7 separate regions of the Mus musculus genome follow, and regions 2, 3, 4, 5, 6 and 7 are each linked to region 1. Evidence: chromatin contacts called from public Hi-C, HiCAR-type and HiChIP or PLAC-seq data. All regions are on one chromosome and are shown on one strand. The core of a region is the stretch at or near the end of the contact, and the rest is flanking DNA. Distances in the headings are between cores, read along the strand shown.

Region 1 (3,023 bases), core at 158-2,657:
GGCACCTTAACTCTTGGCACCGAGAAGATTCTGAGATCCTCTTGAATTCCAGGCCAGGAAGGGCTCCACAGTAAGAATTTTTAAAAAAGGCAGTTGATCATCGATGGTTCGGCAGGAGACCTAATGGCTGTGCTTGCCAACAAACCCAATCGGTGACTGTGACCCACTGCACAATAACTGGACACTGGACACCATCCTCTCCCCAGCAATTTCAGATGTGACTTATTTTTGTGGCTCTGGTGACTGAACCCGGGGCTTCCTGTATTCCATGCCAAGTGCTCCACCTCTGCACTGAAGCCCGGGCCGGTCCTATCCAATTTCAAACTTTAACTTCAACTCTTGTAAGAATTTAAACACTTTGTTTCCTTGGACTTACGACCTTCTCAAACAAAGGTTTTTTTAATCTAAGTTTGTTCTGATTCACAACTAAAACATTCTAAGTTAAAAAGGGGTCTTGAAGAGTCAAGATCTAATGTCAGAGTTTGACTTCCTGTTGGCGGGAATTTCCCGTTACCTCGAGGTGCGTTTCGGACCTGCTGAGAGGCACACTCGATTACATTACACTCACTGTATTTTTCTCTATTTTTCCCAGAAGCTAACTTGGAGGCGCATCTATCTATCTATGTAAGTGCGAAGAAAGCTAAGTCTTCCTTTGTCATTCAAAACCCCACTCCTAATCTCTTCTCTGGAGTCCCCCACTGGCTCGCAGATGCCACCACGGGACTTCTTATACTGGGGTTTGCACCTCAGATTCAAGAGCTCAGTGGCCGATGGTGTCCCACAGCCACGTAGCCTGCACAGATGCCTGTCCTTTCCCTACAGAGGGCCTTGATTCCACCTCGTTCTCCTGTTGACTGGACCTACCTGATTGCACCCAGGTGACCGGGAAGGGCGGGAAAAAAGGGAACTCTCGGCATAGTGCAGGGGGAAACAGTGGGGGGATTGGAGAGATCACGTCTTGGCGTGGCTGTCTCTGCACCACTGAGCCCTTGAACCCGGGGTCGCGCGCCTCCGTTCTGCAACCCTGGGAGGCGCGATCACGCTCTCAGCTTGGGCTCCCCCAACCCCCATCCCCATATCCGAAGGCTTCCTTAGGGTCCAGGCCCAGCTATACCATCCGGAAGAGCCGGCGCGCGCCAGAGAATGCGCGTGGAGCACGCAGGGCCGGCCAGACGCGTGACGCCCGCCGTTGGTGCGGTGGACCACGCGCGGGCCCTAAAGCGCAGGCAGGAGGCCGCGCCGGCCGTTGGTGGGGGTGGGGACGCGCCGCGCGGTCTCCCGGGGCGCCCCGCTCGCGGCCGCAGCTCGGCTCATGCCCGGCCCGCATCCGATCAGCCCCACCCGCGGGCCCAAGTACCTGCGCGGCTGAGCGGGAGGACAGGGCTGCTACGTGGGAGGAGGTGGCGGCGTCCCTCGCGCGATGCCGCGGCACGCGTGCCCGCCGCCCGCTATATAGCCGCGCTCAGCCGAACCTGCTGCTCCCGGTCGCATGCAGGGACCAATGGCCGCCTCGCCACCGCGCCCCTTGGCTATGATTGGACAGCGTCTTTGTCTAGAGGCCGAGCTCCTGAGTGGCTGCCGCATCTGCCTATAACTGAAGGAGCTAGAGCCCAGATGGACACGAAACCTCGCCAATACTCAGATGGTCTATAAAAATGAGGGCGGGATGCACTGAGAGCGACACTCAGACAAGCCAATAGTTGCATGCACCCGTTCTCATTGGCTTACATTTCTTTTTCTGGGCGGAAACCCACTGTCCAGGCAGGAGCGGTTGATCCACAAGGTGGGGCCCGTGTACTTTGGGGAAGTAAACCCCATGCAACTAGGAGGTAGGCGCGGGCGGGGAGCAAGGAAGCCCCCAGCCAATCGCAACACCGAATGGAGCTGATTGACAGGGAGGGATGGCCCTCTCCAAAGGCAGCCCCAGGGCCGCCGTGCCCTCTGGAGCGGTTAAGAGGATGGACTAGCTGCGTCTTCCGTTCCCTTTCCTTTCTCTTCCTCTTAGGTTGAATCCTGTCCTCGAGGACCGGTCTCCCGCCTTCCCAGGCGACTCTGGTACCCGGGATCTAAGTAACAGTTTCCCGGGTTTTGTTTTTTTGGTTTGGTTTTTTTCTCTTCGCATCAAAACTTTTTTTGCATGCATTTCGGAAGAGCAGGAGCTGCTGACCCTTAGCATTACTCAGCACGAATGCAGTGGCGACCGAGGACAGCGAAACTGGCTTGGTCGGCACCCCAGAGCATACCGCGAGGCAGCCTCCCTGGCGTTTGGGAATGCTCTTGTTCCCGGGTGGCTTCCAAGCTGGCGTGCCCGGGTGGCTCCTGGACGTTTTCAGGTTTTCCAATCTTGTGATTGCAGAGACAACATCCCATCTTTGATCACCCTCTGGCTGGCGAAAGTTATAGGATGCGTCACCACCAGCCATTGTCACATGCTTTTCAAACTGAAATGGGAACTTTACCCAACTCCTAGGCAGACACGCCTAAGGTTCCCCCATAAAGGCTCCAGGGTCCAAATAGTAGTACCTCAGTCTGCTGCTGACCCCAACTCGGGGGGGTTTTGTGAGCCTTCTGGCCACCATGAGCATTTTATATTAAGAGCTGTGATCCAAATGCTAAACACAAACTAGACTAGTCTGTGTTCCCTGGAGGCAGGGAGAATTCCAGGCCATCCTGAGCTACACGAGTCCAAGGCCATTCTGAGTGACATGAAATCCTGAAAGCAAGCTAAACTCGCATTAATTTGTTTTGTTTCAGGGCTTTTCGAGGCAAGGTCTCCCCTTGTAGCCTATGCTGAGCTGGATTTACCATACCCTAGGCTGATCTCGAACTCGCCATCCTCCTGCCCTAACCTCTTAAATACCGAAAATACAGGTGTTAAAGTGTTACAGCGAGTTTCCAAAAGGAACACGTGCACAGTTCCCACGTGCAAAGGGAAAGGGCTCGCCCAGCCCAGGCTGGAAGGAAAAGGCAGCCAGGCAGAACCTGGAATCCGGAAGCCAGGAACCAAGAGACAGTGCAGTGCT
Region 2 (3,210 bases), core at 263-2,762, 2.3 Mb before region 1:
ACCGGTTGGCAGTAGGCACATCTTGAGGACCAGAGTAGGTGAAATCACTCAGGAAGTTTCTTATAATTAGCCACAAGGCATAGGGCAATCTCATTCCATTTTAAATTTGCACCTCTCCACCTCCAACGGCATTACCAAAGATGCTAATCCCCGCAAGAAAGCTGATTCCCCGCCCCCTTCAATCACATCCACAGCAAATCATTTAAGACCCGGCCTTGGCCTTATTTCTGCCACATCTCAGAAAAACTCATTCGCTGCCAGCGAAGCGGGCTCTGTGTTGCGCTGCAGAGACCGGAGGCCGCGGCAGACAGGAAAGTCGCGGCCACCTTGCTAGTGTCTGAAAGAGCGACAAGGTCCCTGGAGGGAGGACGAAGTTGGAGAAGATCCTCCCGGTTCCCTTGTCACCTCTTTTGCCCAATTCTTGCAAAAGTAACCCACCTCTCTCTGCTCTGCTATTCGGCGCAACAGTGACAGCTGGAAACTGCTGTCGCTTTCCCAGGCAGGGAGAGTGTGCCAAGCCCTCCCTGGTTTCCCAGCCCACCCTCGGGGACGCGGGCAGCGTCGCGGAGCACCGAGCGGCCTCCAAGAACCTGAGTCCCCTGTTTTGCACAGACTGCGCGGCGAGGCCCACCGCGCGGAGCGTCCCCGGGGTCCCTTCCCGCGGCCCTGCGCTATGCCCCGAGACTCACGCTCTTGTCTATGTCCAGCTTGAGTTTCTTCTGCGAGATGCTTTTCTGCACCCTCTTGCTGAAGGAGGCGTTGCCCGCGGGCCGGACGCAGCGCTCGCCGTCCGCGATGAGGCAGCAGCTCTGGCCGTAGCCCGGGGCGGCGGCGGGGGCGGCAGGGGGCCCTTCGCGGCTGTCCTCCTCTGTGCTGAAGCCGTTCATCTCCCCGCCCCGGCCCGGCCCCTCCGGGGGAGGACCCCTGTAGGCCACTCCGCGGCTGCTAGCCCCGCGGGGCAGCTCTTCGCCAGCCCCGCGCCCGGGTCCCACGGTGCGCCCTGGGTCAGGCGCGCTCCGAGCTCCGCGAGGCCCGGCTGCTCTGTGCTCCTGCAGCCCGGGCCCCGGCGGGGATGCACACGCCGAGGCTCCGGCCGGGGCTCACGAGGCTTCCCCCGGGATCCGGGCCCGGCCGCCCTGGGGCTCCCGAGGCCCCCGCCGGCTCCCGCCTGCTCCGCGCCGCGCGGCAAAGTCTCCACCCCGTGGCTCCCCGCGCGGGGGCCCGGCCTCGAACCTGCCGTGTCCGGGCCCCGCGGTGTGCTCGGGCCGCCCCAGCGCCTGGCCGCTCGGCGGCGCCCCGAGTCCCCGCGGCAGCCCCTGGGCCGCCCCGGCCGCCGCCCGCCCGACGCGCCGCACCACAACAGTGCGCTCCCCCGCCCGCCGCGGCACAGCGGAAGTCCCGCCTCTGTGCGCTCAATGGTCGTATTCTTTATGTAGGCGGGGCCCACGTCGCCGCTGGCAGTTCCCATTGGGCGCCATCGCTGCCGGTCTCCGGTGCCAGGCTACTTCCTGGACTCTGCTGGGATGGGTTCAAAGTAGAGAAAGTGCAAGAGGGAAGAGTTACCCGGGCTAGAGAGGACAGCGGGCCGCAGGTTTAGTCCTGGTTGTGGAGTGGGATGCTGAGATGGGTCTGGAGGGATGCAGGATGTTCTAGGCCGTTAGGATGGTAAATAGGGACCTCGCTCCGCGAGGGATGCTGAACGGGGTCTGGAAGAATGCAAGATGTCCTGGTCCGGGCCAGGAATGGTGAGCGAGGTCCTCTGGCTCTGGGGCGAGATGCTGTGTTAGGTCAGGAGGGACGCGGGGCCTCCACCTCAGGGAGTGGTGCTGAGCGGGATATGGAGGGTCGCAGGGTCTCCATTCCGGGATGGGATGTTGAGCAGGTTCCCAATCCCAGCGCGGGATCCTGAGCAGAGGTCCGGCTCCATAGTGGGGTTGTGAGCAAGCCGGTTATGGAACGAAATGCTAAGCCGGATCTGACAGGCCGCAAGGTCTCCTATGTTGAGTGGGGTCTGCGGGAAGCAGGGACAGACTTGCAGCAGAGATCACGTTCGCAGTGGACTGAAGCATCGACGTGCGGAGGAAAACTGAGGGACAAGGGAAGGGTATGGGAAGGAGACCTTAGGGAGAAAGTGCTGCCAGGAGAACAGACTGGGCAAAACGGAAAAGCCTGGGCTGGAGGATCTACGCGGCAGCGGGAGACAGGGTGCATGGTGTGGGACATGAAGCTAACGAGGAAGTGCATATGCGCGTAAAGAGGCACTGAGAGACAGGAGAGGTCGGACAGGTGAACTAGAAATCTTTGAGTACAGCGGGCACCAAGGAAGAAGGGACTTAAGGAGGAGAGCCCAGCGTCAGAGCAACCCTGGCCTGGGTTGATCTTCAGGGTGGACTTTGTGGGCTGAGGCAAAGGTGAAAAGCCCTTAGGCCACCAACGGAGGACTCACCTTCAGACTTGTTAGAGACTGATTTGTAGTTTTATTGCTTCAAGCTAACTCAGACCAACCCGGGAGGAGGCCACCGCACCCTGCCAAGACCAGGGTGTCACCTCGTCCTTGATGCAAGGACACAGGGAATTTTCTGAGGGTCGGGTCCTACAGTCAGTAGTGTTGTGGGGGAGAGGTATGGTTATGGGATGGGTGTCCGGAAAGCTCTTAAATTCTCTCCAGAGGTCTAAAAGTGCGTTTGTACAGTTTACTTTTATTAATTTCACACAGGAGACAGTATGTTAGAAAATACACCTACCAGATAAAAATTTAAGGCCACTGTGGGGGCTGAGGCTGTAATTTGGTGGCAGAGTGGATCAGCACACTCGAGGCTCTGGATTTGTTCCACATTACTACTTAAACAGGATGTGGCGGCACTGGCCTGTAGTCCCACCTTTCAGCAGGAAGATCTGAAGTTCAAGGGCATTCTCTCTCTTTTCTTAAAAGAATTATTTATTTATTTTATGGATATGAATACACTGTAGCTGTCTTTGTACTCACCAGAAAAGGGCATCAGATCCCACTACAGATGGTTGTGAGCCACCATGTGGTTGCTAGGAATTGAACTCTGGAATAACAGTCAGTGCTCCTAACCGCTGAACCATCTCTCCAGCCCCTCAAGATCATTCTTGACTACATAGCTCGCAAGTCAGTCTTGGTTTTGTGAGACCTTGTCTCAAAATAACAAAACAAAACAAAATGTGTCCATTACGAAATTGCTTATA
Region 3 (2,798 bases), core at 32-2,531, 2.2 Mb before region 1:
GAATCCACTGTTATTCGAAATTGATACAGAAGAGAACGTAAGGGGGCACTGAGGACCAGTTAGTTCTGTCTGCTGTGGACAGCAACACTGCCAGGTACCACATACCTTTGAATCTCTCTGTCTCAAGCAAGGTCCCTTCACAGCCCTAACGTTTAATCCATTTTATTTGCTGGCCTCAGGGACTCAGCGAGATCATCTTGGCTCTCAGGGGAAATAATGGCAGGGAAGGCGCAAATATTAGTCTGTGGAGGAAAAGCCTCTGCTGCGAAACGGAGCATGAACCTCAGAGCGCTGCATTCTGGTCTGCATTTCTCCGGTGAGAACTTGTTTTCAGCCATCACCCCTCTCTGGGGCCTCAGTTTCCATCAGACAAAAATGAAGGGGGCTGGCCTAGAGGTCCTCTGAAGCCCTTGCCTGCTCTGATACATTCAGTAGTTCGACAAACGCACTCTACCTTCCCAGTCTCCGGACAGCTGCAAGCAGGAAGGCCACTGTGGAACCCATGGGAACTGCTACCTGTAGGGTCTACTTCCTGTCCCCACTCCACGAACCCATGGGAACAGCGATTCTCTGGAGAAACGAGATTCTTATACAAACCCTCTGCTTCCACAGACGATGCGAAGGACCAGGTAGGTGTGCAAAGCACTTCGCCACTGTAAGGAACAAGGCCTCCTTCACGCCCAGGTTGCCTTTTATACAGCAACAAAAGGCATCCTGGATGCCATTTTCCGAATAAGAGCTGGCTGTAGACAAGGTACAATTAGCAAGCTAGATGGTTATCTTTTAAATAGGCCTTTGCTTTTCCATCCCCGGGTTCCATTATCTGTCATCTGTCACCGGAGCTAACACACACAAAGCTGCCCGAGAGACGCTGGAACAGGAACAGAGTCCTTAGTCAGGGCTTCGGCTGGACTCTAGACCTTTCCGACACATACTTCCAAACTCACAGAATCCTGGGGCATCAGAATCGGAAAAGCCGCAACAAAATCTATATTTCACACACCCCCTCCCCTCCAAAAACCACAAAAAGGAAGTAAATGATACCAGCAACCCCACATGTGAGAAGCCTTCTTGACCGACAGACTGAGGCCAGGTCTGGGATTGGTAGTAAAACCTGATTAGCATTGTCTGCCCTGGCCACAGGTGGGTGGGCACCACAATGATAGACATTTTCGTCTTTCTGAATCTACAGGCAGCTCACAAGTGAGGACGACAAGGGCCAGAGAGGTTAAATCACTTCCATGAGGTCACAATGGGCTTAGGGCAGGAGAGAACCAGTCAGACCTCTCTCTGTACTCATCCTTGGCAGACAGCAGGCCCAAGAGGAGGAGGAGGCAGGAGCAGATTTGCTCTGCTAAGTCAAGAACCCTTCCCCGGGTGGCATCAGATTTCATCTGGCCAAGCTGACAGAGAAGTGATTAGCAGTCTAAAGGATACCAACTCCACCTTGGAAAGGTAAGGAAACCACTCCAGACCACATTGCCATGGTACTTAACTTGCTGACGGGTAAGTCTTCTACTACCAGGAAGACTGAAACCGGGGGGTGGGGGTAGGGAAGGGTTATCGATTTCCAGATGTTCTAAGAACCAAGTTTAGCTCTGACTCCATGAGAAAAAGACCTGATACTTAAAAGTCATAGACACTGGAATTCCATGATCCCACCTTTCTCTACCAAACAGATGCCATGACCCAGAGAAGCCAGTTCTCTTCCTGGCTCAGAAGTGGGAGGAGCTGCACTTGGGATTCCTACTGTGGTATTGAGAACCAGCTCCCAGGCTCTGCAAGATGAAAACCAATCCTAGAGTTAAACCAAGATGTCAGGCCGGCTAGGGAGTGGGAAAGAGAAGGAAGCCCAAGTTTAAACAAAAATGGCCTCGAGGCCGGCTTTCTTTCCTTACTCAATCTTGCGACTTTCAGAAGAGCCAGCTATGTGACCAGCGAGACTCCGAGCACATGACGTTCACTTTATGAATCAAATGTCCCGCCTGGTGGCTCCAACAGGACCAGGATGAGGCACCACAGGGCAAGGCATCAGAGGACTACACAAACCCAGGTGTGCCATCTCACAGAAAAGCCACTAGAAAGTCTCACGGTAACAAAGAGCCAACAGGTGCTGATCTAGAGAAAGGTCTCCTGTAGCCAAGGTTGGCCTTGAACTCCAATTCTCTTCCTGTCACTTCCTGAGTACTGGAATTACTGACGCGCGCCACAGGCTGGTTGATGTGGCGCTGAGGACTGGCCACAGGCAAGCACTCAATCAACTCAGCTACCTTCCAGACCAGCACTTATTTCTACCAGGAAGATCACGGAGATGACTCGACAGTGCCAGAGTGCTGACTGGTTCATCGGTGTCCCAACAACTCTGGGTGCTGAAGACGGTTTCCCAGCTAGCCCCTGACAGAGAGGGGTGGGAGAAGCCGGCTTCTTTCCTGGAGGCCAGCTGACATTCAGGAGAGGGATTGGAGGGTTCTGCATCTGCAGGAGAGTGGAACACAAAGGGGCTGTGTGGAAATTTGGCAGACTGTACCAGACAGGCAGCCCATGAATGCTGAATCCTGCTGCACCTACCAGGGCCCATCCTTGGGAAATATTTCCCTTCTGTGACCCCCAAGAAGCAATGATAAGTGCACGAAAGCCCTCCATACTCTTAACTATTTCTTCCTCCTCTCTGTGCCATCCCAGAGAGACAGACAAAAAACCAGAGCATGTAAACCAGCCCTCTCAATGAGTCCAGGTAGCAATTCCAAGAGGTACTCAGTTGCTGTTCCTCCTTTCTCTCTCTCTCTCTCTCTCTCTCT
Region 4 (2,880 bases), core at 334-2,833, 2.8 Mb before region 1:
TTATGTATGTAAGTACACTGTAGCTATCTTCAGACACACCAGAAGAGAGCATCAGATCCCATTACAGATGGTTGTGAGCCACCATGTGGTTGCTGGAAACTGAACTCAGGACCTCTGGAAGAACAGTCAACGTTCTTAACTGCTGAGCCATCTCTCCATGCCCAGACATTGGGTTTTTTCTTTTTTTAAGCATTCTTTTAAAAATATTTTATTTGTCATTAGCTTTGTATATCTGTGGGTGTGTGCACATGAGTGCAGGTGCTCCTGGAGGCCAGGGATGTTGGATCTCCCTGCAGCTAGAGTTCCACACAGTGAGCCTCCTGCCATGAGCACTAGGAAGGAAAGGAATTTGGGTTCCTCTGCAAGAGCAGCACACCACCCAGCCATTGCTTCAGCCCCTGAAGAGTTTGAAGGGATCTTGTTTTTGTTTTCAACCTAGATGCACAGTTGTTTGTTGTTTTGGTTTGGTTTAGAGCCGGGACAAACACACCCAAAGGTCCCAAGGCAAAGCTCCTTTCCCACAGGCATGGCAGCAGGCTTATTTTGGGCTTGTCCTCTTCCCGAACCCAGTAGGAGCTTCTGATCCATTTCTCTTGAGACATTCAGTCTCTAGGAGGCGCCACTACCTGTTAACGTCTTTTACCTACCTGCACAGAGGACACAGCCTGAAGAAGTGTACCTGCCAGAGAGGAGCTTGGTGTCAGCTCAGAGCCAACCACCCTCAAGTCTCCGCACTCACACACTTACAGGGCCAACCCTACAGACCTCCCATTCGCTGGGGCTAGGAGGGGAGGAGCAGGCCCACCCTGCCCAAACGAGAAACCCAAGGCTGTAGGAACCGGCTTGGGGCTGTGTCTCGGTGCCCTCCTTGGTCCCTCCCGGCCCCTAACCGGTCCAACAGGAACTTGGCGAGCTGCGAGTGCAGGGAGAAGCCCAGCCGCTCCTTGAGGAGGCACCACTGTTCCATGTGGCCGCCCAGGCGGATGCGGCACTTGCTGCGGCGCGCGTCCAGCTGCCTGCGCTTCTCCCGCCGGCGGCGGGATGCGTCTGCCACCGGAGAGGCCATAGACGTGCGGGCCTACGGGAGGAACGTGCTGTCGTCGTCGGGGCTTTCGGGACAGACACAGCCCCTCGCTCCGTCTGCAATGAATGGGGAGACCATAGTGCCTCCGCAGCGCTCGCGCCTCTCGGATCCAGCCACCCCTTCTTAGAGCCAGGGAGGACACTTGGAACACGGGGGTCGCAGGCAGGGGGAAAAGACTGGAAACTTGCTCTCCTTGTCTGGAGGCGGCCAGGTCTGCGTGCAGCCGCGCCTTGGCCTTCTCCCTGCCTCCCATGCAGGGGAAGCCCACCCAGCAATGCTAGGACACCGGGCCAACCCTCGTGGGGTCTTACCTGCACGCCCCAACCCGCCTTTGCCCAAACTGCGCCTGCGCTCCCCGGACCCGCGTGCTCACTCCGAAAGCCACAGAAGGACCGGGGCCCACCGCGCGCGCCGCCGCTGTTTCTCTTTTAAGAAGAAACCGTCCCCCCTCGGCGTCAGGAGGCTACGGCCTGGACTTGCAGCGGGAAGACAGCTGTCTGCGCCTGCGCCCCGGGAGCCCCGTGCAAAGCCTGCCGGGAATTGTAGTTAGCCTTAGTCCTGAACGACTGTCTGGGATTCTGTCGTCATTGCTCCTTCTATTAGCATCTCTGCCTATCAGTTGCCACCAAGCAAACGCGAGCTGCAGCATCCGCCAGCTGAAGCCAACTAGAGTCCTTTCTGAACCGCGAGACCACCCTCCAGCTGCAACCTATAACCTGCCACCATCCACACGAGAAGTTGCCTACACTTTGTACAGACTCTGATTTCACATCGTCTACAAATGGCTCTGATGGAGTTATTTCTATCAAGAGACTGCAACGGCACTTGTCAACGGCACAAGTTTTTTATTTTCTGTTTTGCTTGAAACAAGGTCTCATGTAATTCAGGCTGGTGTCCAAACTCACCATGTAGCCAAGATAGCCTTGACTCCTGCCTCCACTTTTGAAGTACTGAGATTAAAGGCCTGCACCTCTCTATGTTGCTAAATGAAGTGACCAATTCTGTTGCCTCTCTGCCCCAGAATGGAGAAGAGTTTAGCTCTCTCCTCTTGCCACACATTCATCTCACTTTCTTCTCAACTTCACTGTCAGACTAGACTTTGTCTGCTCCTGGTTTTCTCCCGCTTGGCTGGATCCTCTTCTCTCTTAGATCCTTCTGTTACCAAAAGATGGAATGGACTAGGCTCAGGTCCCTGGCAAGCCTCTCTTTTAGGTATGCTCTTGGGGGGGGGGGGGTGATGTAATTAGATCACCCATTGATTGATGTTTCTGGCTACCCTTTTGGGATTCCAGACTCCTTTGACTGCCCAGTTGACTCTCCATGGTTAAATGGCTTAATATACTTCATGTTTATAAAGAATTTACAAGTGCCTGGCACAAGGGAGTCCACAATGAACAGCCTTAGGGCTCAAACCTCACTCCAAGTCACTTGCACTACTGACTGTTTTCTGTAGCAAATCACTACAAACTTGACAACTCAAAACAGCAGAAATTTACTCGCTTACAGTTTTGGAGGTCTGCACCAAAGTGCTGAACAGGGCTACAGGTCAAGCAAGAGCTCTAAGAGAGTTTTCTCCTTGCCTTTTTTATCTTCCAGTGGTGACCAGCGTTCTGGGACTTCTGGCCATATCACATAAGCTTCTGACTCCACACAGCCTTGCTCTAGTGCAACCCTTCCTCTTCTTTCAAACACAGTCCACTTGGGTAATCCAGAGGACCTCCCATTTCAACACCTCAAACAGTTATAACTGCAAAGTGTTGGCTACAAAAAAAAAGCAACTTTCACATATTCTAGTA
Region 5 (2,745 bases), core at 143-2,642, 2.5 Mb before region 1:
CCCCTTGCATAAGAGGATTCGGGAAGGGAAGGAGAAGAAGAGGGAAACTCTGGTACTACAACACCCCCAACCCCATGTGCCCTCTTCCTTATGAAGCAACCCTAAGAGAAATCGAAAGGGCAACCAACGTGCTGGTTTCCCCCAGGGCTAGGCCTACACTTTCCAGCACTCTGGAACCTGAAAGCGGCTAGCTCCGACTTCCTCGGTGCCCAGCTTAGGTTAGGCAACCACACCTAAGCTCCATAGCAAGTTTTTGGTTTTGGTTTTTTTTTTTTTTTTCATTTTTTAAAGTTAAAAGTACCAGGACTCCGACGATCAAACTCAAGGGCCATGCTCACTATCAAACACCCAGGAGTACCCAAGCGGAGGCTGTGCCCGAGTGGTGCGCCACTAGATGCCCACGCCGATCGCGCCCGGCTAGGATTCCCGAGCCACCTCCCACCCGGACTCAGCGGGGGAGGGGAGCCCCGCGCGCAGCTCCGGCCGGCGAGCGCTGCGAACAGTCCTGGCACGGCGCATGGCGCCCAACTGTCACCCGCCCGCCCCGCACCGGCGCGGCCACTCCCTCGCCGCCACACACGCCCCTCGCGTCGCCGCGGGCCGCAACCGGCTCCCGGGCACGCAGGGGCCCGCGCTCCCCACGCTTCACCCGGCTCCCCGAAGCGCAAAGTTGCAAAGTTCAAAGCCAGGCCCAGCTCGGAGCCATGACACATGTTCTCTGAACACGCACTCTCGAGGCGCCGAGACGCATAGGGAGCACAGGGCACACGAGCGGCCCCGCCCGGCCCAGTCCGCCAAGCTAGGCCCGAGGCATGCCGTTGCCACCAACCGCTGCGGCCCCGGTAGCCCCGCTCCGAGGGAAACGCCCGCGTCACTGCGCGGGCCAGTGCCGCGCCGCGCAGACCCACCTGGAGGCGGCTGTCCGTTCACCGCGGCCGGCGGCGGCGCGTGCTTCGTCCACGGGTTCACCTTGGGCGGCGGTGCCTCCACGAAGTCACGCCGGCCGCCGTCCTCGCCGTCGCTCCCCGCTGGGGCTTCCGCAGCTGCGGGTGGCCGCGGGCTCTCGCGCTCCGCGCCGTCGCGGCCAGGCCTGGCGCAGGCGGGCCGCGGCCTGCGGACGCCGCCGTCGGGCTCTCCGCCGCCGTCACCCGGGCCCGACTCGGCCTGGGCGTCGGGCGCCGGCTTCTTCCTCGCCAGGCCGTGCTCCTCGGCCTGCAGCAGCGGGGCGCCCGCCGGCAGCAGCGGCTCCACTTGAGTGGCCATCTGCGCGGAGGGGCCGGGCGCGCCGCGGGCCCCGCTCGAGGCCGCTGGCGGGGCGCCGGAGCCCGGGCCGCGCGGACGCGGAGCGGCGCGGACGGGCTGACGCTGAGTGGCGCGCCGGGCAGAAGGCTCCGGCGCGCCTAGCCGGCCTGGCGGACCTCGGTCCGCCGCCTGCGTCCCCCCGCCCCCGGCCCGGGGCGGCTCGGGGGGCTGCAGTGGTGCGGACGGCCAGGGGGGGAGCGGCGCGGAGAGCCGAGCCAGACCACGCGATCCGCGGCGGGCGGCGGGCGGGCGCGCGCCTCGCGACGCGGCGCGCGAGGGGCGGGGACGGCGCGGCGACGGGCGCGCGCGCGCAGGGCGGAAGGTCCCGCCCCGGCCCCGCCCCCTGGAGACCATTCCTGTGGCGCGGCAAGTGGACGGGGGCGAGCACGTGCCTGATGCAACTTCGGAGGGCGGGGGTGGGGGAGGAGCCTTAAAGGGCCAGCGCCCCAGAACGGTCGCAGGTGGAGCACATGGGACCTGGCCACGCGGCCGGCCCGGCCTGCTAACGCTGGTGACAAGTGTTTCTCGGGGCTCCGCGTTGGGGTCTTTTACTATGTCAGCCCAGACTTGGCTAGTGATGCAGAGGGGTTCTTTGGCCGCCCCCTGTGCGTGGCTTCTGGCCCCACTCCGATGACCTTGGCCCAGCTGCAGCCTGGCCAGAGCACTGGTAATGGGTCCAAGGGAGTTCTTTCCCCACAGGGGCAGCGAGCGCCTCGGAAAGAGAACAGAATTCCCAGTAGTACCCACGCTATGCAGGCCCTCGAAACCCAGTGTTTTATAGGCAGGAAATGGCTTTTCTTTCAAGTCGCTTGTGTTTTTTCTATAGAATTGTTTAGGGTAGAGTTGAACTGACACTTAATTGAGGGACTCAGAAAGCTCTGAGATTTGTATCTTAACCCTGACCCCATTGCAGTTAGTTAGGGGTTATCAGCAGTAGTCAGGTCCACTTCCTGGGTCTCGATTTCTCTATTGTAAAATGAAGGAACCATTTATGCCAGGTGGTTTCAAATTTCTCTGTCATTTGGTTCAATAAATGTTTACTGACTTTATGCTCTGGGGGCCTGCAAAGTTCTTAGAAAGGTCTGCCAATAAACCAGGCTAACAAGCACCTGTCCTCCCGGAATTTACACTGTAAGGTGGGGGAAGGCACAGTAAACAGGAGAAACAAATACTTCATTACAGCGCAGTAGTCACTGTGCTGTAATGAAGTAGACAAGATTGGCTTTTTGTTTGTTTTGGGTTGTTTTTTCCGTTTGGTTTGTTTGGGTATTTTTTTGTTTTTCAAGCAGAGTTTTTGGTTGGTTGGTTGGTTGATTGGTTGGTTGGTTGGTTGGTTTGGTTTGGTTTGGTTTCTGTCTAGTTCTGGGCTCTGATTATCCTAGAACTCTCTCTTTCTGTAGACCAGGCAACCAGGCTTACTTCGGACACACAGAGACCCACCTG
Region 6 (2,860 bases), core at 276-2,775, 2.4 Mb before region 1:
GTGGGACCTTGGGGCTCAGACCTCAGCGACTGAGCTTCCATCCACGCCTCAAAGCGAGATTACTCTCACAGACACGCAGAAATCACAATTCGCACACATTCCTAGGATTTCACACACAGGGACTGTCATCTGTTGAGCCCACGACCTACTCCACATTCGTTTTCACTTACCCACTTGCTACTGGGCCTCACATCCCGTCTGCGCACGGTGGCCTCTCTCCCACTGTCCCTGCCTGGTAATTGTCTTACACAAGCTGGGCCTCAGCGAGCAACTTTCGAGTGGCTGGATCAGAAGCGAATTAAAAAGAATTTGACATCATCTCATTTCCCCCCTTAACTGACATTTGATAGGCACAAGCCCACCTAGGGAAGGAGCGAGACCAGAAATGTTGGTGAGGATGGAGGGGGTCCTAGGGACAGGGACCTTAATGAAAAGATGAAGAAGACCCAGAGTTTCAAGCTTAAAAGCCTGGTCTCCCACGTTCTTATCAACTCTTGGAAAGCCATCTCTTTGTGGAATCCCACCTTGGAGAATCTAGGCTGATGGGGAGCAACACAAGGTTGCACAGATATTCCCTGCCTCAGCAGAGTGAGTGTGAAGCGCCTAGGCTGTTTCTCCGTGGATATCAGGGGTGGGGGTGGGCTGGTTTCTTCCAGTGTGAGCCTCAGTGGAAGTATCTTTATAGGATCAAAGATTTTCATGCAGGTGGCGAGCCAGATGGAGTGAGCAGCCCAGCAGTCGCCGGCTCCTTAGCCCTACGTGCGAATCTTCCGAAGACACCGGGGAGTCCTGCCACAGAGATGCCTTGGGGCCAAGGCGCCGCCAGGCTGCCTCGCCACCAGCTCAGCCTGCCGGCGTTTACACCGAACCAGGCGCCTGAGAGGCTAGAGGAGCAGAGATCAGCCACCGTCTCCACCCCCAACCCCCAAGCCCGGAACAAACTGGTCAGTGCCCAAGAGCTGGAAGCCCCGCTCCCTTTCCCTCCCACTTCCACCTCGGCCTCTGAAGGCTCTTCTGGAAGTCCGCAGCTGGGCGAGAACTGGATCTCAGGAGACCACCTTGTTGGGCAGCAGCTCCAGGTCCTGCCTGAAGCAGGGGACCTAAAGGTGGGGCTATAGGTGTTAGGGCCTAGCCTACTTCCCTGCTGGGCCCAATGGCCTTCAGGCTCCCACGATGAGCAGTTCGGGTTCAGGAATGCTGCATATCCTATTCTGAATTTCAGGCCTAAAAACAACAATTTGTTCTGGTCCTCAGTTTCCCTATCTGTGAAATCAAGTGTGTGTGTGTGTGTGTGTGTGTGTGTGTGTGTGTGTGTGTGTGTGTGTGTGTGTGTTGATGAGGCTCTGTCTGTTTTCAAGGGATAATTCTAGAATCCTTTCCTTGGATCCATGAAGAAAGGGTGGTAGGTTCAGTACAGGGAGTGAGCAGGCCTGGCCTCAAGTTCGTAGCCCCCGCCCTTCCAGGAGGGGAACTGGGAGAGGGGAGGGACATAGGCGGGGCGGGTTTTCAGTCCCTGTGGTCAGCTTAGAATTGTGTGGCGCTTGCTGAGCATAAAACTTGGGACCGCCACCCCCTTCCCTCCTCCTGCCATTGGCTCCGGCTAGAGGTTGACATCAAAGCCGAGGCCTTATATAAGCAGGATCCTGGTGGCAAGTCCGCAGAAGGGTTAAACCCGGTCTTTGGACGTCTGAACCCTTCTCCCTCGTTGCCTACAGAAACCTTCAAGAGGTCGGCAGGTCCTTCGTGTCATCTCCAGCCTTGCTCGCTCAGGACTCTCCAAACCCCAGCCAGTTCGCTGCCTCTGGAGCCCACGGTGACCCCCTTCTGTGGGGCGCATGGGGCGGTGCTAATTGGGCTGACAGCACAGGCCAGGAGCCTCTCCAACATGAACCTCGTGGGCAGCTACGCACATCATCACCATCATCACCACTCACACCCGCCGCACCCCATGCTCCACGAACCCTTCCTGTTTGGCCCGGCCTCGCGTTGCCACCAGGAGCGGCCTTACTTCCAGAGCTGGCTGCTGAGCCCGGCTGATGCTGCCCCAGATTTCCCTGCCGGCGGGCCACCACCTACCACCGCAGTAGCAGCGGCTGCCTATGGTCCCGATGCCAGGCCGAGTCAGAGCCCAGGTCGGCTGGAGGCTCTTGGAAGCCGCCTGCCCAAACGAAAAGGCTCAGGACCCAAGAAGGAGAGGAGACGCACAGAGAGCATTAACAGCGCGTTCGCGGAGCTGCGTGAGTGCATCCCCAATGTGCCCGCCGACACCAAGCTCTCCAAGATCAAGACTCTGCGCCTGGCTACCAGTTACATCGCCTACTTGATGGACGTGCTGGCCAAGGATGCACAAGCAGGTGACCCCGAGGCCTTCAAGGCTGAACTCAAAAAGACGGATGGTGGTCGCGAAAGCAAGCGGAAAAGGGAGTTGGTGAGTCCCGGGGCTTATAAGTTCCAGCTAAGGGTGCGGGCTGGGGTAAGTAAGAACAGGCCTGCAAACACTGAGCTGTGTTCTGGGTGGGACTCTGAAAGACTAGGGAGAGTTCTGAGGTCGACACAGTCTGCCATTGTGTGCACAGTCATTGCTGAGTGAACATAGAATTTTGCTTTTTAAAAGTGATCGTAGGGCCTTACAAGATGAATTGAAAACCTTGGGCTTCCAAGAAGGGGCTATATTCTATATTATAGTTTGTTTTAAATCTGAAGGTGTTTTGAGTCTTCCCTGGGCCCTTCTGGAAGCCAGGTTGAGAATGAAAGTAGGAAATGACTTAAATACTGCACTGACGTGTGATGTTCTCCCAAAACAGTTTTTAAAGCAACAAAACAAAACAAAAAACCCAAACACAAAAACCCAATACAAGTC
Region 7 (2,844 bases), core at 307-2,806, 2.9 Mb before region 1:
AAAGGTCTCACAACTCAAAATGATTCTGAGAGACATATCTAAGAAGGTAAAAGGTGGGGGGGGGGGGGGGGAGATTTCCTCAGCCTCCAAACTGCCTCCCAGTCTCAGCCATCTCCTCTTGCCTCCAGGATATGTAAGATACCTGAGCTAGCAATCTTTTTGCTTATTCAGAAAGAAGAACAATGAGTGGTTCTATGCCCCAAGCACTCAGGCAGGGTCCCTGCTCTCCATCAGCACTTGTCACACTTGTCACACTGAACCGCCACGTTTTATGTACATGTCTGCTTCCCTTTCCCACCCCAGCCCACTGTGAGAGAGGAGTCTAAGGCCTCATTGATCCCACAGCTCTTCAGCAAGTCTGGCCTCTGGACTTCTGACCTCCTCCATCAGCCTTCTCACCTGTATCCTAGGATCCAGTTCCTCCTCCTCTCTAGGGGACAATTTGGTCTCACTGCTGTTGCTTCCACTTCCTCCAGGCTCCTCTGCGACCGGGCTCCTAGGGCCCTCATCCTCTACCACCTCTGACCGAAGTTCCCCCTGCGGAGTCTCCCGGCCCCCTGCAGCCTTTTTGAGATCAGCCATGCTGGCTGGAAGAGGGCAAAGCCCTATGCACAAGAGAGGGCTGGCATGCTGGGAGCAGGGCCCCAGTTTGAGGCTTCCTGGACTTTGGATGGAACAGAATAGGGCTTTCTCTTCTCAAAGGCCGAAGAGAAGCAGCACAGATGGGCCTCGCGTTCAGTTAGAGGCTGAGCTTCGAACTGCTGAGGAGGTCCTTATAACTAAAGCTTCGTCTGTGCAAAAGTTCTTCACACCTCACCACGGGGAGCCCACCAAGAGACCCCAGCGGCAACAGCTCCAACTCAAGGAGCAAAGGGGGCCTGGATCCTGGGCCGACGCCTGGGAAGAGGAGCACCATTCGGGAGGGTGGAGGCAAGCGCCTCCAGGCTGTGGTGGCAGATGGAGAGAAAGCTAAGTCCAAGCAGAGGGTGGGAGATGCGCCTCTGGGGAGCTGCAGGAGACACAAAGGTCAAGTTACATAGGATGTCAGCATCAGAACCTTGGCCAGCAGCCTCCTCCGCGTCCTGGGTCTCCCCAAGATACCACTGGTTTCCCAACACACACTCCCGAGATCCGACCAGTCCCCCACCTCAACTTCTTTCCTCCGGCCTCAAGGACTTTAGGTCCGACTCTGCTCGCGTCCCTGTTCCCTCCACAGTCCCTCCCCTTCCAAACTTCCCTCTGAGCCCCACCCTCTCTCCTCCACACCCTTTTTCTACCAAGCCCGTCCCCCTCGGTCCGGCTTTGCAATTCACCTTCTATCCCCCAACCTTGCCTCTCCAGCCCTGGGGGCCATCTGAGCCTCCAGGCTCCAAGCGCATACTCTTCCGCGGACCCAGCGTCTGAGTCCCAGCCATCCCATGTAACCAGGCGAAAAAAAAAATGCCCCTTCCCGGCTTTACCTCAGTTTACCTTGCTTTACGGGGAGCGTCTACGGAGCAAACAATCTTCCCCCTCCCTCCGCAACAAGACCGTCCAACCAAAAACGCCCTGGCAGAGAGGAAACGGAAATACGCCATCGCGTAAAAACGCTATTTTTTTTTTTCCTCTCTGACAAGTATTGCCCGATGTAAGCTCACGCTCGGCGTGCTAAACGTTCAGGGTCCGTACAAGATGGCGCTACTCTACATCCGACGTCGCCTTTCCTAGCTCCCAGTTCACCCGCCAACCAAGCCTAAATAAAATGAATGCATGAGTAAGAGTTGCTGAGGAAAACTACAGCAGGTGATGAAAATCGATAGTCCCTCCCAATTCGAGAAATGCTAGCAATAGTGTCGTACGCGGGAGCGGCCATCGTTGCTTTAGGAACAGAGGCGGGGCTAAGGACTGTCACTGCCTGGCGCGACCGGAGGTGATGCAACTTCCGGTTTCGGCTAGCTCCTATCTGGGTATTGCTAACAAAAACGAAGTCGTTTTTCAAAAGTGATTTTTTTTTTCCTTTTCTTTTCTTTTTTCTCGGTTCAGTGAATCCGGCGGACTCTAGGTCGAGACAGGTGGGTGAACCTCTCCCGACACCTGCAGCGGGCGCCATCTCTCCCGCTAAGTAGCCGGCCTCACGGGACGCCGGCTACCGCGTGAATGCAGAGGATCTCACTGTTAGCTCACTTTCCTAGAGTGGGAGGAGGAGGCTCGAACTTAGCCCAGTGAGCTCCCTGCTTCGTTCATGGGTGGTCTGGATACCAGTGCTATGTGTGGCTTGCAAGACGGACCGAAGCCATGGATGGGATGCAGGATGGATGCTTGCGTGGTACAAATGTCTGACGGCCTCGGGGCCCCAGGCTTTTTTTCTGGAGATGAAACACGTATCCGGGCCCAATTCTCTTCCCATTGGGTTCTGTTGAACATAGCCCGTGTTTAGTAAATCGGTAAAGAGTCTGTTTAGTCAAGAGCTGCCTTCCTATCTGTGAAGGAGTCTTTAGGTGTTTCTAGAGGCATGAGAATGGAGGAGGACGGGGTTCCACAGTCTGAAGTGAAAGGAATTCCAGAGCTGGTCCCTGTTAGGGTCCAGGAGTCGCCCCACAAACCACAGGAATATCAATCTCAGTCAGACAGGGATAGTGTATTGAATGCACACCCCACGGTCGGTAGACATAGCTTAGACTCTGGAACTGAATGCTACTATCATGAACTTCGTTTCAGGGTCAGTTTATATAGGCAGAAACCCATAATGAACTCACAAGCAATTGCGGGGAGGGCTTGTAGGGTTATTGGCCTTTTTCCAAGTTGTGTGTGTGTGTGTTTAAATAATTTAGACATAACAGTTCAAGTTGACTTCTATCTTGCTTA

Evidence for each region. Hi-C and Micro-C count contacts between places; a contact is called where the count stands out from the background. HiCAR-type assays count read pairs that join an accessible place to other places. HiChIP or PLAC-seq counts read pairs in DNA pulled down with a chosen protein or histone mark.
Region 2: an H3K27ac HiChIP or PLAC-seq map of extraembryonic endoderm stem cells shows a contact between it and region 1, with 15 times the contacts expected there. The contact joins the promoter of 2010001A14Rik here to the promoter of G3bp1 in region 1. A contact is called at or near these places in 2 of 39 promoter capture datasets (embryonic stem cells and liver), 3 of 484 Hi-C or Micro-C datasets (B cells, CD4 T cells and uterus), 10 of 115 datasets of contacts at active chromatin or transcription factors (the NIH/3T3 cell line, astrocytes, embryonic forebrain and 6 more) and 1 of 9 other capture datasets (liver).
Region 3: an H3K27ac HiChIP or PLAC-seq map of extraembryonic endoderm stem cells shows a contact between it and region 1, with 12 times the contacts expected there. The contact joins the promoter of 4933424L21Rik here to the promoter of G3bp1 in region 1. A contact is called at or near these places in 1 of 39 promoter capture datasets (embryonic stem cells), 1 of 484 Hi-C or Micro-C datasets (embryonic stem cells), 6 of 115 datasets of contacts at active chromatin or transcription factors (differentiating embryonic stem cells, embryonic forebrain, embryonic stem cells and 2 more) and 2 of 9 other capture datasets (embryonic stem cells and macrophages).
Region 4: a contact with region 1 is called in a HiCAR-type map of embryonic stem cells, with 4 times the contacts expected there. The contact joins the promoter of Zfp692 here to the promoter of G3bp1 in region 1. A contact is called at or near these places in 1 of 484 Hi-C or Micro-C datasets (CD4 T cells), 4 of 115 datasets of contacts at active chromatin or transcription factors (embryonic forebrain, embryonic stem cells, large pre-B cells and 1 more) and 2 of 9 other capture datasets (adipose tissue and liver).
Region 5: a HiCAR-type map of astrocytes shows a contact between it and region 1, with 6 times the contacts expected there. The contact joins the promoter of Larp1 here to the promoter of G3bp1 in region 1. A contact is called at or near these places in 1 of 39 promoter capture datasets (embryonic stem cells), 3 of 115 datasets of contacts at active chromatin or transcription factors (astrocytes, embryonic stem cells and hepatocytes) and 1 of 9 other capture datasets (liver).
Region 6: a contact with region 1 is called in a HiCAR-type map of embryonic stem cells, with 6 times the contacts expected there. The contact joins the promoter of Hand1 here to the promoter of G3bp1 in region 1. A contact is called at or near these places in 2 of 39 promoter capture datasets (embryonic stem cells and hippocampal neurons) and 7 of 115 datasets of contacts at active chromatin or transcription factors (astrocytes, embryonic forebrain, embryonic stem cells and 4 more).
Region 7: a contact with region 1 is called in a Hi-C map of rod photoreceptor, with 6 times the contacts expected there. The contact joins the promoter of Sh3bp5l here to the promoter of G3bp1 in region 1. A contact is called at or near these places in 3 of 39 promoter capture datasets (hippocampal neurons, liver and pre-B cells), 2 of 484 Hi-C or Micro-C datasets (CD4 T cells and rod photoreceptor), 6 of 115 datasets of contacts at active chromatin or transcription factors (astrocytes, embryonic forebrain, embryonic stem cells and 3 more) and 2 of 9 other capture datasets (embryonic stem cells and liver).

Annotation. Positions count from the first base shown.
Region 1 is chr11:55,468,136-55,471,158 of GRCm38.p6, reverse strand. It overlaps G3bp1 (GTPase activating protein (SH3 domain) binding protein 1), which reads right to left and starts at 1,407. Exons shown (of 12, transcript NM_013716.2): 1 at 1,358-1,407.
Region 2 is chr11:57,799,769-57,802,978 of GRCm38.p6, reverse strand. It overlaps 2010001A14Rik (RIKEN cDNA 2010001A14 gene), which reads left to right and starts at 1,512. Exons shown (of 4, transcript NR_131042.1): 1 at 1,512-1,745. It overlaps Sap30l (SAP30-like), which reads right to left and starts at 1,342. Exons shown (of 4, transcript NM_001081168.1): 1 at 690-1,342. The coding sequence starts at 887.
Region 3 is chr11:57,647,977-57,650,774 of GRCm38.p6, reverse strand. 4933424L21Rik (RIKEN cDNA 4933424L21 gene) reads left to right here and starts at 1,281. Exons shown (of 4, transcript NR_153850.1): 1 at 1,281-1,455; 2 at 1,680-2,053. All of the region lies in intron 1 of Galnt10 (polypeptide N-acetylgalactosaminyltransferase 10), which reads right to left.
Region 4 is chr11:58,305,772-58,308,651 of GRCm38.p6, reverse strand. It overlaps Zfp692 (zinc finger protein 692), which reads right to left and starts at 1,583. Exons shown (of 12, transcript NM_182996.3): 1 at 1,396-1,583; 2 at 891-1,140; 3 at 648-679. The coding sequence starts at 1,066.
Region 5 is chr11:58,007,711-58,010,455 of GRCm38.p6, reverse strand. Larp1 (La ribonucleoprotein domain family, member 1) reads right to left here and starts at 1,392. Exons shown (of 19, transcript NM_028451.1): 1 at 909-1,392. The coding sequence starts at 1,263.
Region 6 is chr11:57,830,812-57,833,671 of GRCm38.p6, reverse strand. Hand1 (heart and neural crest derivatives expressed 1) reads left to right here and starts at 1,525. Exons shown (of 2, transcript NM_008213.2): 1 at 1,525-2,428. The coding sequence starts at 1,886. It overlaps Gm32915 (a long non-coding RNA gene), which reads right to left and starts at 1,564. Exons shown (of 3, transcript XR_003949681.1): 1 at 171-1,564.
Region 7 is chr11:58,329,419-58,332,262 of GRCm38.p6, reverse strand. Sh3bp5l (SH3 binding domain protein 5 like) reads right to left here and starts at 1,556. Exons shown (of 7, transcript NM_024480.5): 1 at 1,471-1,556; 2 at 400-1,009. The coding sequence starts at 582. It also overlaps a transcript of Zfp672 not described here.